Regions from separate parts of the Mus musculus genome. Here all the other regions are linked to region 1. The links are chromatin contacts, called in public ChIA-PET and promoter capture Hi-C maps. All regions are on one chromosome and are shown on one strand. Each heading gives the region's core, a stretch centred on a gene start, on an enhancer-like site or on the middle of the called end of the contact. The rest is flanking DNA. Distances are from core to core; before and after follow the strand shown.

Region 1 (3,633 bases), core at 345-2,844:
CTAGCATTTTAGATGCAAGCCCATCCTTGCATACCACATCCTTGCATACCGCTCAGCAGCTTCTCCTGAGCCACGTCCTTTCTGCCATGGCTTTCCAGCCTGAGAAGAGAGTCTAGCCAAAGATCAGGCTCCGTGGCTGGAATGTAGACTGTTGACTTGGCAGGCACTTCATTGCCTCGCTGGGTAACAAGTCTGTGCCTAAATGGCAATAATACCATGGTGACATGCTCCAGGAACTGTCCCATTGCTTCAGAGCATGGGCTCTCAGCCTTCCTAATGCTGTAGTCCTGAATACAGTTCCTTCCTCATGTTGTGGTGACCCAACCATAAAACTGTTTCATTACTACTTCATAATACTATAATGTGCTGCATTGGATACTAAGAAAGCATCCACTGATCATTGGGTATATACCATTGATCATTGGGTATATACCATTAGAGGTATAGTGGGCAATCTGAAGCCAGGCCTGTCTTATGGAACCCTGTCTCTCAAGAGACTCTTTCATCAGTGGATGCTTATGAAAATTTAGTGAAAGCTAAATATCCATTACTAAGATATCTATCATCAGGCATTGATATATTAATGTCAGTTATTGATATATTAATGCTATGTGTTAATATAGCATACATATTGTCAGTTCGTGAACTCTAATCGAGGGTGGAACACCATGCACATTAGGATTTAAATAGTCAGTGAAAGAACCCATCAGCCTAGTTACAAAGACCTACAGCGGTGTGTTTCCATGATACAGTTTTGTAACATGGACATTTTGAAGCCTTGTTTGGGAAAAATGGTAAAGTAAGCATATTTATACACATGAATGGCATGTGCATGCACGCCGCTGTGCCCCACTCTCTACAGTGCACCGGGTCTGGGTGGACTGAGCTCCCCCAGATGCTAGAAAGGGCTTTTAAACCCTCAGCCAGGCAGCAGCACCAGTTTTGACTTGTGCTTTTTTTTTTTCTTTAAACAAAAACAAATCAAATATAAGGGGTAGTGTCATAAAACAAAGGAGAGGATTGTCTTAGGACTTCTCCTCTTAGTTCCTAGCTAACAAAGATCAGCCTTTACAGGGAAGTCAGGAGATTTAGGCTGTTGGTATAAAAATATCAAAAGCTGTTTTTCAAGAAAAGTTTCTCTCAAAAAGAGACTTGAGCAGTCAACTCGGGATGGTAACGGAATTAAATGGCCAGGTTGTCCCATTGAGCCTTTCCTTTTTGTAATGCTGATAACCTGCATTTTTCTCTTTCAGATGCATCTGCTTAGCACACAGGACAGGACCTAAAGGAGTTTTATAAAGTGCTTAAGGGAATGGTGTGTTATGGGTTTTGTTTTTTGGGTTTTTTTTTTTTTTTGGTTTTTTTTTTTTTAATTTGCTTCACACTTTCAAACTTTAACATCTGGTATTTTGAAGCTAATCTTGGTGTGTTGAATGTTCTTAGCCATTTCTCAATCCCACAGTCTTTTATCTTGCTTCTCCTGCTGTGTTCCCACCACCCCTGATCCTATTAGCAACCCCTGAGACAGCCTCAGACTTGCCAAAGTCCTGCTTTGGTTTCAGCTGCTCTTCTGCAAGAGGAAGTGAGTGTTGGGGCTTTTTCTGTGGCACAGTTGTGATAAAGCTGTGGTGGTCTTATCTCTCTCTTAGGTAGTGGCTCTTTATGACTACACAGCCAGCCGATCAGATGAACTAACCATCCATCGTGGAGACATTATCCGAGTGTATTTCAAAGATAATGAAGACTGGTGGTACGGCAGCGTAAGAAAGGGGCAGGAAGGGTTCTTTCCAGCTAATCATGTGGCCAGTGAAAGTAAGTGCACGCAGTCTTCCTGGTACACTATGATAGAACGGAGCCCAAGATGTGATCATTCACTACTCTTTAATGCATGTATTGTCTATATGACCATTGCTTATGTTTAGCATGGAATATTTTTCATCCTCATGATGGGAAAACTGAAAAGGCGATGCACTAGTATGCCAGAGAGCTACTCAGCTCTGAGATTGGAGTGCCTGCTGACTGCCCTTGTCATGCCCGGGGAGCCTGTGGCAGCTGCCCAGCTCTGCTCCCGCCACAGGGGCTGTTGGTTGATTAGCGGCGTAGGAACTTCAGCTCCCTCAGCTCCCACTCTACCTGTGTCCACCTCAGCTCTGGCCGGGGTCTCCGTAGCAACACCAGTGAGCGGGGCTTGTTCCTTCTCAAGTTCACTAAATGAGAAGAAGAGAGCACAAACACTTCCCAGTGAGGCAGACATGGCTTTTGAAAGCTGAAACTAGGCTACCGCAGGGAGCCCAAGGTGGACTGTCCTGGAGGAGGGGCACCCAGCAGGGCTGCTTCTTCGGAATGCATGCTAATTACCTGTCCTAATTGCCGCTGCTGGCCTGGTGGCATGCTGGGAGACCTGCAGCCCACGCGCAGCTTATACTGACCTAGGGGACTTCTTCGCCTTTGAAATAAGGACTTTGAGCGACATCAGCTACGCTTTCGTACACAGACACTGATATGCTGGTTCTGATTGCCTTTTGTTTCTGCAAACAATTATTTATTCCTAATCATTGATTTTCATGCTAATCTTTGAAGCCCCGTTTAAAACATATTATGACTGAATAAATGGACTATTAATTCCTGGCTTAAGTTCCAGAATTTGAGAGTAAAAGGATATTTTTTAAAATTAAAAGGAGGAAAAAGAATGTCTTCCTTGATTGTCATGCTAGGCTCCATCTAGATGAAGTGACTTCCCTTTAATGTCACACACCCCCCCCCCCCCCCCCCACTTACTGCCCACTGGTCCTTCCCAAAGCTGTAGGCTGGTGTCTGTCTTGCTGCAGCTCCCTCCTCCCCTTAAAAGTGCCAAGGAGTGCAAAAAGTACCCACTTTCTGTCTCCTGCAACACAATTTTTAATTTTCTACTTGTCCCTGGTTTGTGTATTCTGTAAGGAACTAATAGCTTGTAAACTCTCCTCAAGGCGAGTTCTTTGGCTAAAGAAAATGCACACTGGAGAAAGCTTTAGGCAGGGTGAAAGGAAGTTGTAGGAAAGGTAACTCCCAAATAGACTTAAGACCGCTTTAAAGTCCTCTCCCACTTGTAACTTCCTGACAGGCATTAACATCCAAATGTCCCTCAGCAGCTCAGTTCCTGAGCCAGCTCTGGTTCAGGCCACAGCTGGGCTGCACTCACAAGAGCTGCTGTGTGCACTCTTGCTGGATGGAGGGTGTCTGACTGACCAGGAGTTCCAGCCTGTTCCCATGCATACCAGGGAAAGCATTACAGATAGGCTTTTACTTGCCAGTATAAAAAGATCACGCCTGCAGAAAGAAAGCCATAGGCTTGCCTTCTTCAGAGGCCACAGACATTTAATGTGCAAAGAGTTAAAACGTAAGAAACCTTATTTTCCTTATCGAGTAGCCCTCCCACAGGGGTGGTTGATGGCAGTGTACAGAGGTGGCTCCTTAAGTCATTGCCATTCTGCAGTAACCGTCTCTCACTGTGTCCTACAAGAGTCAGCGCTGTCTGCACTCGCCACTGTCGTGAGAGCCTCGGAATCCTGGAGAGCTCAGTAGCCGAGTCTCACAAGGCACAGGTTCTCTCCTCTCCTTTTATCCTACTTGTTCCCTGAATTTAACAGAAGGTCA
Region 2 (4,091 bases), core at 20-2,519, 320 kb after region 1:
TACATTTTAAACATTCTACAAGGTAGAAATACAGAGAATGGAAACACAGCAATACAGCAGCCAAAACATTTCCACAACTGGTGAAAGACAAAGCCAGTGGTAGAAAAGCAGCCTCTTCCAGTCACGGTTAAGAACAAATTCTCACCAAATGCACTGTGGTGAAAATGGGACGCCAAAGACGACAGACAGCCGTCAGTAGGTGGAGACGTGAAGTACAGGAAGGATGGGGAGATAGCAACATGGAGAACAGAAGGAACAAGACCTTCAGAGGGTTACTTGCAAAATACAAAACAAGCGCTATGATGCACAAGAGAGTTTGGTTATCCATGGAGCCTCAGCAGAGTGAACGGTGGTGTGTCCTGTCCTCTCAGAGGCCATGTGCTGGTCTGTTCAGCTGTGACAGAATAACTGAAAATCGATCACTTGAGAGAACCTGAATTCTTGTTGTTCTGGAGACTGGGAAGCCCATGATGTTGGTGTGAGGAGATTGTGTATGGTAAATATCCCCTGCCTCTGCCACTTCCTCACCAGGCAGGGCAGCTGTGCTCCTGCGGCAGAAGGCACAAATGACCCATAGCCTGTTTCGAAGGCACCACCGAGGCCGTGAGCAGCACCTTAACTCCAGGAGTGCCCACTTAAACACTGCCACTGGAGGGTTAAACGTGCCCGAATTCTGAGCGTTCAAACCACGGCATTGCCGGGTAGTGAAGACGGCTCCCTTGCTCCTGTGGCCAGTCCCTACAGGGACATGGATGCATCCTCCTGAGATGGACTCACAGGCTGTTAGGTGTAAATGTAGCTAAAGTTTCTTCTCATTTCCTGTCAGTACTTGAGTGTTCATGTGTGACCTTGGCCACATTGTGTAACCTTCCAGAGGCTCAATGCCTTCCCTAGAAAGGAGGAAGTAAGGATTGCTGCATGGGACAATATTCTGTGGAGCCAATTTTCTTTATGCTTTGCACTTCGTGTTTAAACAGTGGGCACTTATGGTGCAGTGCCGATAAAATCATCTCACACACACACACACACACACACACACACACAGTTGATATGAAAGGACAATCTGAAGACATTGTACATATGTAACTTGATGTTAGTTTAATGCAGTGCCCATTTCTCAGAATGGACCATGAGTTGCCTTCAAGAACCATCCGAGTTTGGAATCAGGAAAGTTCTGAAGCGCAGCGGGTCTCCTCCTCCCAGGTTCGGATATGCAAATGAGGACACTGGGCCTGGGGGTGAGATGAGGGTGTCCAAAGTCCTGAGGGCAGTCACAGAGGGCTGCTGTACACAGAGGGCACTTTCCTAACATGGCTGGAAAAAGGGAACTTTTGATGTTGGAGAACTTTATAGGTGGGAAGTTTTTACCCTGTAACTCATATATAGATTCTTACGATCCATCAACAGGGGAAGTTTATTGCAAAGTTCCAAACAGTGGGAAAGAAGAGGTAAGTCTATTCACTTGGGAAACTAAAACGTATTTACTGTGTTGACAAATTGTAGACAACCATTTTCTAAAACTAAAGGGGAGAGGATGAAGGAAAATGTAGCATTTTATAAGGTAGTTTATCATATGAATGGACTGGTCTGAGCTGGAATGGCTCTGAGTTTACTATGTTCAAGAGAAAGTTGTTAGCTGTGGGAACAGTGGTTTTAATGTTTGTAATTCTCAGACAGATTGTAATAGTTATAGAGAACTCTTACGATATGAAATGCATCCTTCTCTCTACAAAGTGCCCACTGGCTCCATGGGTTTATAAAAATAAATCTTGAAAACTTAAATTGGGAACAAAACAAAAGCCCAGTACTTTATTTTAGACCATCATCTGATAGTTCCTCATATCTCTGAGAATACCCAGTCTAATAAAGCCAGTTATTTGAGTAATGAAGCTGAAAATTAAACTCTCATGTCATTTCATTAAACTTAACAACTTAAAAAATGAGGGTTCATGTCCCTTTCTCTTTCCTTTTTCTTTCTTTTCTAGTTATGAAGAATTAAGTCACTTGGGGAATTTTGTAAAATGCTTGAGATATATTTAATGTTATGAATTATTGCACTGAGAATAAAAAATGTTTGGTGTGCTGAGTGACTGATGTGTGTGTGGTTACCAAATGCAAACCGCCCATTGTTTATTCTTTTCAAGGCACAAACAACTCGATTATAATATAATTCCAATCTTCCTATATAAATATATCTTATATGCCAAGTTTTTTCTTCAAAAATTCAACTTTTTTTCTTCACTGGTAAATTTTAAATCTGTCTTCTAGAGGAAAAAAACAACTTTAGACTCTGTACTAAAGTTTAAGAATATTGGGTAACTTGTTAGTTACATTGTAACCAGCAATTTTGCTTGCTTCCAATGACCCAAACTGCATGAGACCAAGGCTTCTCTTCTCCATCTCCTGGTGTTTCCAAAGTGAGGAGATGCAGGTGGAGTGTGGTACCGGCTGGCACTTCTTCAGGAAATAGAATAAAACATATTTGCTTTTGCTTTTCCAGTAATATGTATGTTTTATTTTCTCAGCAATCCAGTTTGCAAATATTTTGGGTTCCACAAAAGCTGTGTCTTTGTTGATTTTACAAGATATGTGCCGAATTTTGGGCCTGTGTGAGTGTGTGTGTGTGTGTGTGTGTGCGTGCTTGCTCGAGCGCGCTTGCTTGCATGCAGTGCAAACTGAGATAGTACAACCTGTAGACTTAATCTGAACCATACAGGAGGGCAGAAAAGCACTCAGATGCATTCTGAGTGCATCACGTTTTGGCCACAAGAGGGCATCTGCTTATTTACCCTGGGAGCCCCACACTCCCGTTCCAACAGAAGCCTCTATCATGGGTAGGGCGAGGAAACTTATGCTATAACAGTGGTTCTCAGCCTGTGGGTCAAGACTCTGATGGAGGTCAAAAAGATCTTTTCACAGGGGTTCAGCACTTGGGGTGTAGAGTTAGGAGATGAGCTAGTCACTTCAAGTGCCAGGGACAGCCGTAGGACGTGATCACACAGTGAAGACTTGACTTTATAAACTGTCAGCTCTTAATTAAGAGCTTTGGAAGTTTGACACATCTAGACAACTTTCCTATCCCACACTAGATAAAAAAACAATATGTTCTTTGGGAAATGATTGAGAATTCTCCTCTTTTAAAATTAAAATCACTCTTTCCAAATTACTTGAAGGCTGCATTTTAGATGCCTTGGTAAAGATTGTGCGTGCTCCTCTTCCTGACCCCCAGCTCCTGTCTATGGATTTGACTCTGAGTTTGCAAGTTGAGCATCTGACCTACCTTAGAACTACATGCTGCTGGTGTGGCAGTGTGTGTGTGTGTGTGTGTGTGTGTGTGTGTGTGTGTGTGTAGTGGCTGCCTCTCAATCAATCCCTTTGAGATGTAGCCTCAGCCCCTCCTAGATCCCCATTCAGCCCAACTGGCTCAGGCCATAGTTGCTTTCTCTGTAAAAGGAAAAGCTGCCCGGGTGAAGGCAGCGGGCTGCACTTTTGTCAGCTCTGCAGCTCTCTCGGTGGTGGAGCAGCTGTAGCTTGCTCCATTTAGTGCAAAGAAGGATGCAGCTAGCATGTGTCTGCCACAGCTGGCTGGCTACCCTTCACCCAGCAAAGGAGAGCTGGTCACTTGCACTATCACTGCTACAGACACCTTTTATTTTAATGGCATGAAAATAAAATGTTCATTTCTCTGGGATAAATTCTGGGGAGGGTGTTACTGACTAGCAGGGCAGTGGGTGGGGGGAGGGTGTGTGTGTGTGTGTGTGTGTGTGTGTGTGTGTGTGTGTGTGGCTGCCTAAGAGGTTTGGCACTGTCCTGCTCTGCCAGAGGGCCCCACCTTTCTCATTCCCACCAGTAATGGATGGGAGGTCTCCTTTCTTAGCATCCTTCCCAGTATTTGAGATTGCCAGGTTTTTGTTTTGTTCCCCCCCCCCCCACTTCTTTTTGTGGTTCTGGGGAATCAAACCGAAGGCATTGGGCATGCTAGGAAAATGCCACTGAACCGCACTAGCAGCCCAGAACACAGTGGCGGCTAAGACTGGACATCGTCTCCTGTTCGTATTCACCATGCTCATACATCATCATTTTGTGAAATA
Region 3 (3,950 bases), core at 615-3,114, 420 kb after region 1:
CACAGTATGTTGCAAAGGGTTACTCAGATGGACTCTGCTCAGTACAAGGGAGGCAGCTAGCAGTGACAATTCCACACAGGAACTGTGGTGTACAGACGATCACCCCTGCCAAACACACACCATACATTTACTGGTGACATACCTCTCACCAGGAGGAAAACACCATGGAGAAATGCCCACACTGGTCCCCTCTGATCTTTTAGACACAGATCAGTTCCTGGTTCCTGGGAGCTCCACAGGAAATATTTGTGCATATTTTTCTTTTTAAAAGAATCCTTAGTTTAGAGGAGGAGGGTTTTGCTGTGGGAGTTGAGGCTGAAAAGATGAAGGCCATGCTGTAGATACTTCTAACCATCTTGAACCAACCCAGATCACAAATTGGACTGGAACCAAGGAATCTGGCTTCATCTTTCCCCATAAAACCATCTGGGTAATAATACATAACAGAATTTCTCCATGGCTGTCCTGTGGCTTTGTAGATAAGCAATGATGAATCAGTCACAGTGAAAAAGAGTGTAATTATGTTTGATTTAACTGTCCTCATATACAAATGGCCTGCGTTCCTCCACGGGGAGGCTTGCTTTGTTTGGTAGATGGCATGTTCAATCTGTGGCATAATTCCAAATTGTTTCTGTAGATTGTTCTGTTATCGACTGTTCTGTTGAATTGTTCTTGCACAAGGAAGCATACTGTGTACAAGTGCAGTGTTCTGGACTGAAGTCTTGTCATGGTTGTGACGTCAGACTTGAAGCCAAGTTCCAAGGTTTATACAACCTCCCCTCTGTGCCTCCACTTGAGACCAAATCGTCAATTCTGTAGATTCCTGTAGTGAAGAGTTCCTGTTGACTGCCTTTAAAACACAGCATGAAACAACAAAATGAAAGAAAATATATATGGATCTTTGGTGGATTAAGTTATCAAATATTCCAAAACATTCGGAAATGTTACAAAATTGGTTGAGCATTAGTCACGTTGACACAATCTGTTTACACTCTTAGATGATTTTAATGGTCACACATCTGATCCTTGCTTCATAAAAGTCAAGGATGTAAACCCAAAACAGATTATATAATGTGAATAATTAAAATATGCACGAAATGGTGGCTTTACAAACGTTTTTTATTACAATTTGGAAAGTAAGAGTATTATTTGAGGGTAAATAATCCCAAAGTACTTGCCAACCAGACTTGTGGACATGAGGCTAAGGCTGTGACCTATATGTGTCTAAGGGAGGACATGACACATGTCTCAGGAACCCTTCATGCTCTGAAATATTTTTAATTCAACAAGCATGGTGTTCATAAAACTGTATGTTGAGGTGAAGTTCTTTTGGGAACGTCTTCATCATCTGACATCAGCTATGTAACCAAGATATGGCTGCTTCTTCATGGTTGAGTAGACAGCAGGAGGAAAGGAGGAAGGCCACAATCCTGGAAGCCCAGGGATACCAGGGCATCACACTAGGAGTGTGCATGCATTTCTAGTATATAGAGAGTAAATATTAGGAAGAAAAAGATTAATGGTAATATATATCATTTCCTGCTTGATTTCTATTTCCCCTTCCCCTTCCTATCCCCCTCCGTCCCTCACTCCCTCCTACACTCTCTCCTTTCCTTTCTTTCTTCTGGTATGTTTTCCTCAGAGCTTAAACCACAAGTCTGACCTGAGCACTAGCTGTCTGAGTCCATTGACTATAGAGATGCTTGTAATTTCTCAGTGTGCTCCCCAGTTGTTTTTAAAAATTTGGTAGTGATGAAATTTTTTTATGTTTTCATCCTTTGCTTCAGATGGTAACGAGGATTCTAACCACCCAAGTACTTCCTGTGTTAGCTTCTAAGCGTGGTGTGATAAACCACACACTGCACAGCTTAAACAACAGAAATGTAGTTACTATCTCATTGTGTGGAGAGACTTGTGAGGAAGGTCTGTACCACAGCTGCTGCCTGGCTTCTGATAATTTGTGGTTATCCTTGTAACTCCTGACTCAGAGGAGTGTCTTCCACTCCGGACTTGTTTTCATGTGGAGGTCTGTGTCAAAGTTTCTTTCTCCTTTAAATACATCCACCATGCTTGGTTATGGGCGCACGCTACTCCCACAGGATCTCATCTTTTAATGTGCAAAGGCTGATTCCCATGACCACATTCTGAGATACATGGGGGATAAGGATTAGTATACTGATTTTCTTTCTTTAAAGTTATTTAATATTCATACACACATATAATACGTTTGGATCAAATCTGTCCTCCTTCTCTCCTCCCCCAATTTCTCCCATTACCCCTGCAACATTTCATTCATGATTTCATGCCCCTCTCCCCATGGAGTCTATTTAGTACTCCCCGTCTCTCAGCATCCATCAATGGCTTAGAATTTCTGAGAAAGAGTGGGGCTTGACAAGCCTTCCCCTTATCCATGCCGGATTGTTCTTGTACAAGTCTTGTGGTCTTGTGCTTGTAGCCACTATGAGTTCTTGTACAGCACATGGATTTTCAAGGATTCGACTCAGCTAATAATGCTGTCCAACTAGTGCTTTCCAAGTGAGGTGAGGAGAGAAGGAGGACCAGCAGGGATGTTTGCATTCTCTTATTTTTATTAGTTCTCTGAGAATCGAGAGTTGGTACAACGTGAATTTTAATCTTTCTCATCACCCAGCTTTTCTTAGATCCACCCCAATTCTCTTCCCACCTAACTTCATATTCTTAAAACAAAACAAAACAAAACAAAACAAAACAAAACACAAAAACAAAAACAACCTTCAGGACCAATTTGAGCTGCCCAAATATTCCTGGCATTGCATGGGGGACATTTTCAATCATCAGGAGGATTCACTCTCGGAGAAAACTGTCTCTTCCTCTCCCAGCTGCTAACTACTGCCATTTGCTCCACAGCTAGGGCTGGGATTGTGTGCTTCACTTCCCTCTCCATGCTGAAACTTGGTCTGGCTTGCACTTGCACAGGTCTTGTGCATGCGGTCACAATATCTGTGACTTCATATGTGCAACTACCTGCTGTATATTTTCTGGTAGCCATCCTCCACTTTTGTCTATTACACTCTTCACCTCCTCTTCCACAATGGCCTAGAGTCTTGAGAGAGGATACAGTATGTACCCCCTTTGTGCTCTGTGTACAAACCTGTTTTATTTTGCTTAAGACGATGTCTTAAATTGGGTTTTATTGCTGTGAAGAGACACCATGACCAAGGCAACTCTTATAAAGGAAGACATTTAATTGGGGCTGGCTTATGGGTTTAGAGTTTCAGTCCATTATCATCATGGTGGGAAGCATGACTGAGTCTAGGCAGGCATGATACTGGAGGAGCTGAGAGTTCTACAACTTGCTCTGATGGCAGCCAAGAGGAAGGTTTCTTCCACATTAGGCAGAGCCTGAGCATAAGACCGCAAAGCCCATCTACAGAGACACTCTTCCTCCAACAAGGCCACAGCTCCTACTAGTGCCACTTTCCATGGGCCAAGAATATTCAAATCACCACGGAGGATGACTGAGGATTCTTTGAATGTCCTTCCCCCATTGAAATGGTTTGTGCCCATATCCAAGGGAGATATAATGTCTATGCTGCATCCTGCCCAGCAGTGTATATTAGGATGGAATGAAGCAAAGCATCCTACTGAATTTGGAAATTCAAATGGTCACGTTGCTTTTTTGTTCCGTAACTGGATGAGATTTGAAACTGCCTTGAGAGGTTGTACATAAAGAGATCTCTGACGTTCACAGAGGCTCTGACTCAGTGAGCTTGGAATAAGGCCCAGGGAATATTTTTTAAGTGTTCTCCAGAGAATTTTGATGATATGCCAAATGTAGAATTACTGATCTTGGACAATTTCTCCTTCTTGAGTAAGCATAGTCAATAATGTATGTTTAACTACATTACTCTTGTTAAAGAGAAAACATTGATCATTGGTTCCAATAATGACACTCTTCAGTTATTTTTAGG

What was found. Promoter capture Hi-C pulls out the DNA fragments that hold promoters and counts their contacts. ChIA-PET counts read pairs in DNA pulled down with a chosen protein or histone mark.
Region 2: a contact with region 1 is called in a promoter capture Hi-C map of embryonic stem cells, with 6 times the contacts expected there. The contact joins the promoter of Aldh8a1 here to the enhancer-like site in region 1. A contact is called at or near these places in 5 of 39 promoter capture datasets (the C10 cell line, embryonic stem cells, fetal liver and 2 more), 1 of 484 Hi-C or Micro-C datasets (embryonic stem cells) and 3 of 9 other capture datasets (adipose tissue, liver and pancreatic islet).
Region 3: an RNA polymerase II ChIA-PET map of memory CD8 T cells shows a contact between it and region 1, with 5 read pairs. The contact joins two enhancer-like sites.

What each region holds. Positions count from the first base shown.
Region 1 is chr10:21,053,332-21,056,964 of GRCm38.p6, forward strand. It overlaps Ahi1 (Abelson helper integration site 1), which reads left to right. Exons shown (of 24, transcript NM_026203.3): 20 at 1,650-1,812. Among named protein-coding and RNA genes, the nearest start is that of Gm20149, 11 kb to the left of the region's middle. Within about 2 kb of position 1,595, at least 93 of the 459 cell types and tissues checked have an H3K27ac peak or open chromatin away from gene starts, as enhancers often do. A contact at or near this core is called in embryonic stem cells and memory CD8 T cells, where this site is marked.
Region 2 is chr10:21,376,031-21,380,121 of GRCm38.p6, forward strand. Aldh8a1 (aldehyde dehydrogenase 8 family, member A1) reads left to right here and starts at 1,270. Exons shown (of 7, transcript NM_178713.4): 1 at 1,270-1,448. The coding sequence starts at 1,311.
Region 3 is chr10:21,477,732-21,481,681 of GRCm38.p6, forward strand. No RefSeq gene overlaps it. Among named protein-coding and RNA genes, the nearest start is that of Gm33892, 92 kb to the right of the region's middle. Within about 2 kb of position 1,865, at least 46 of the 459 cell types and tissues checked have an H3K27ac peak or open chromatin away from gene starts, as enhancers often do. A contact at or near this core is called in memory CD8 T cells, where this site is marked.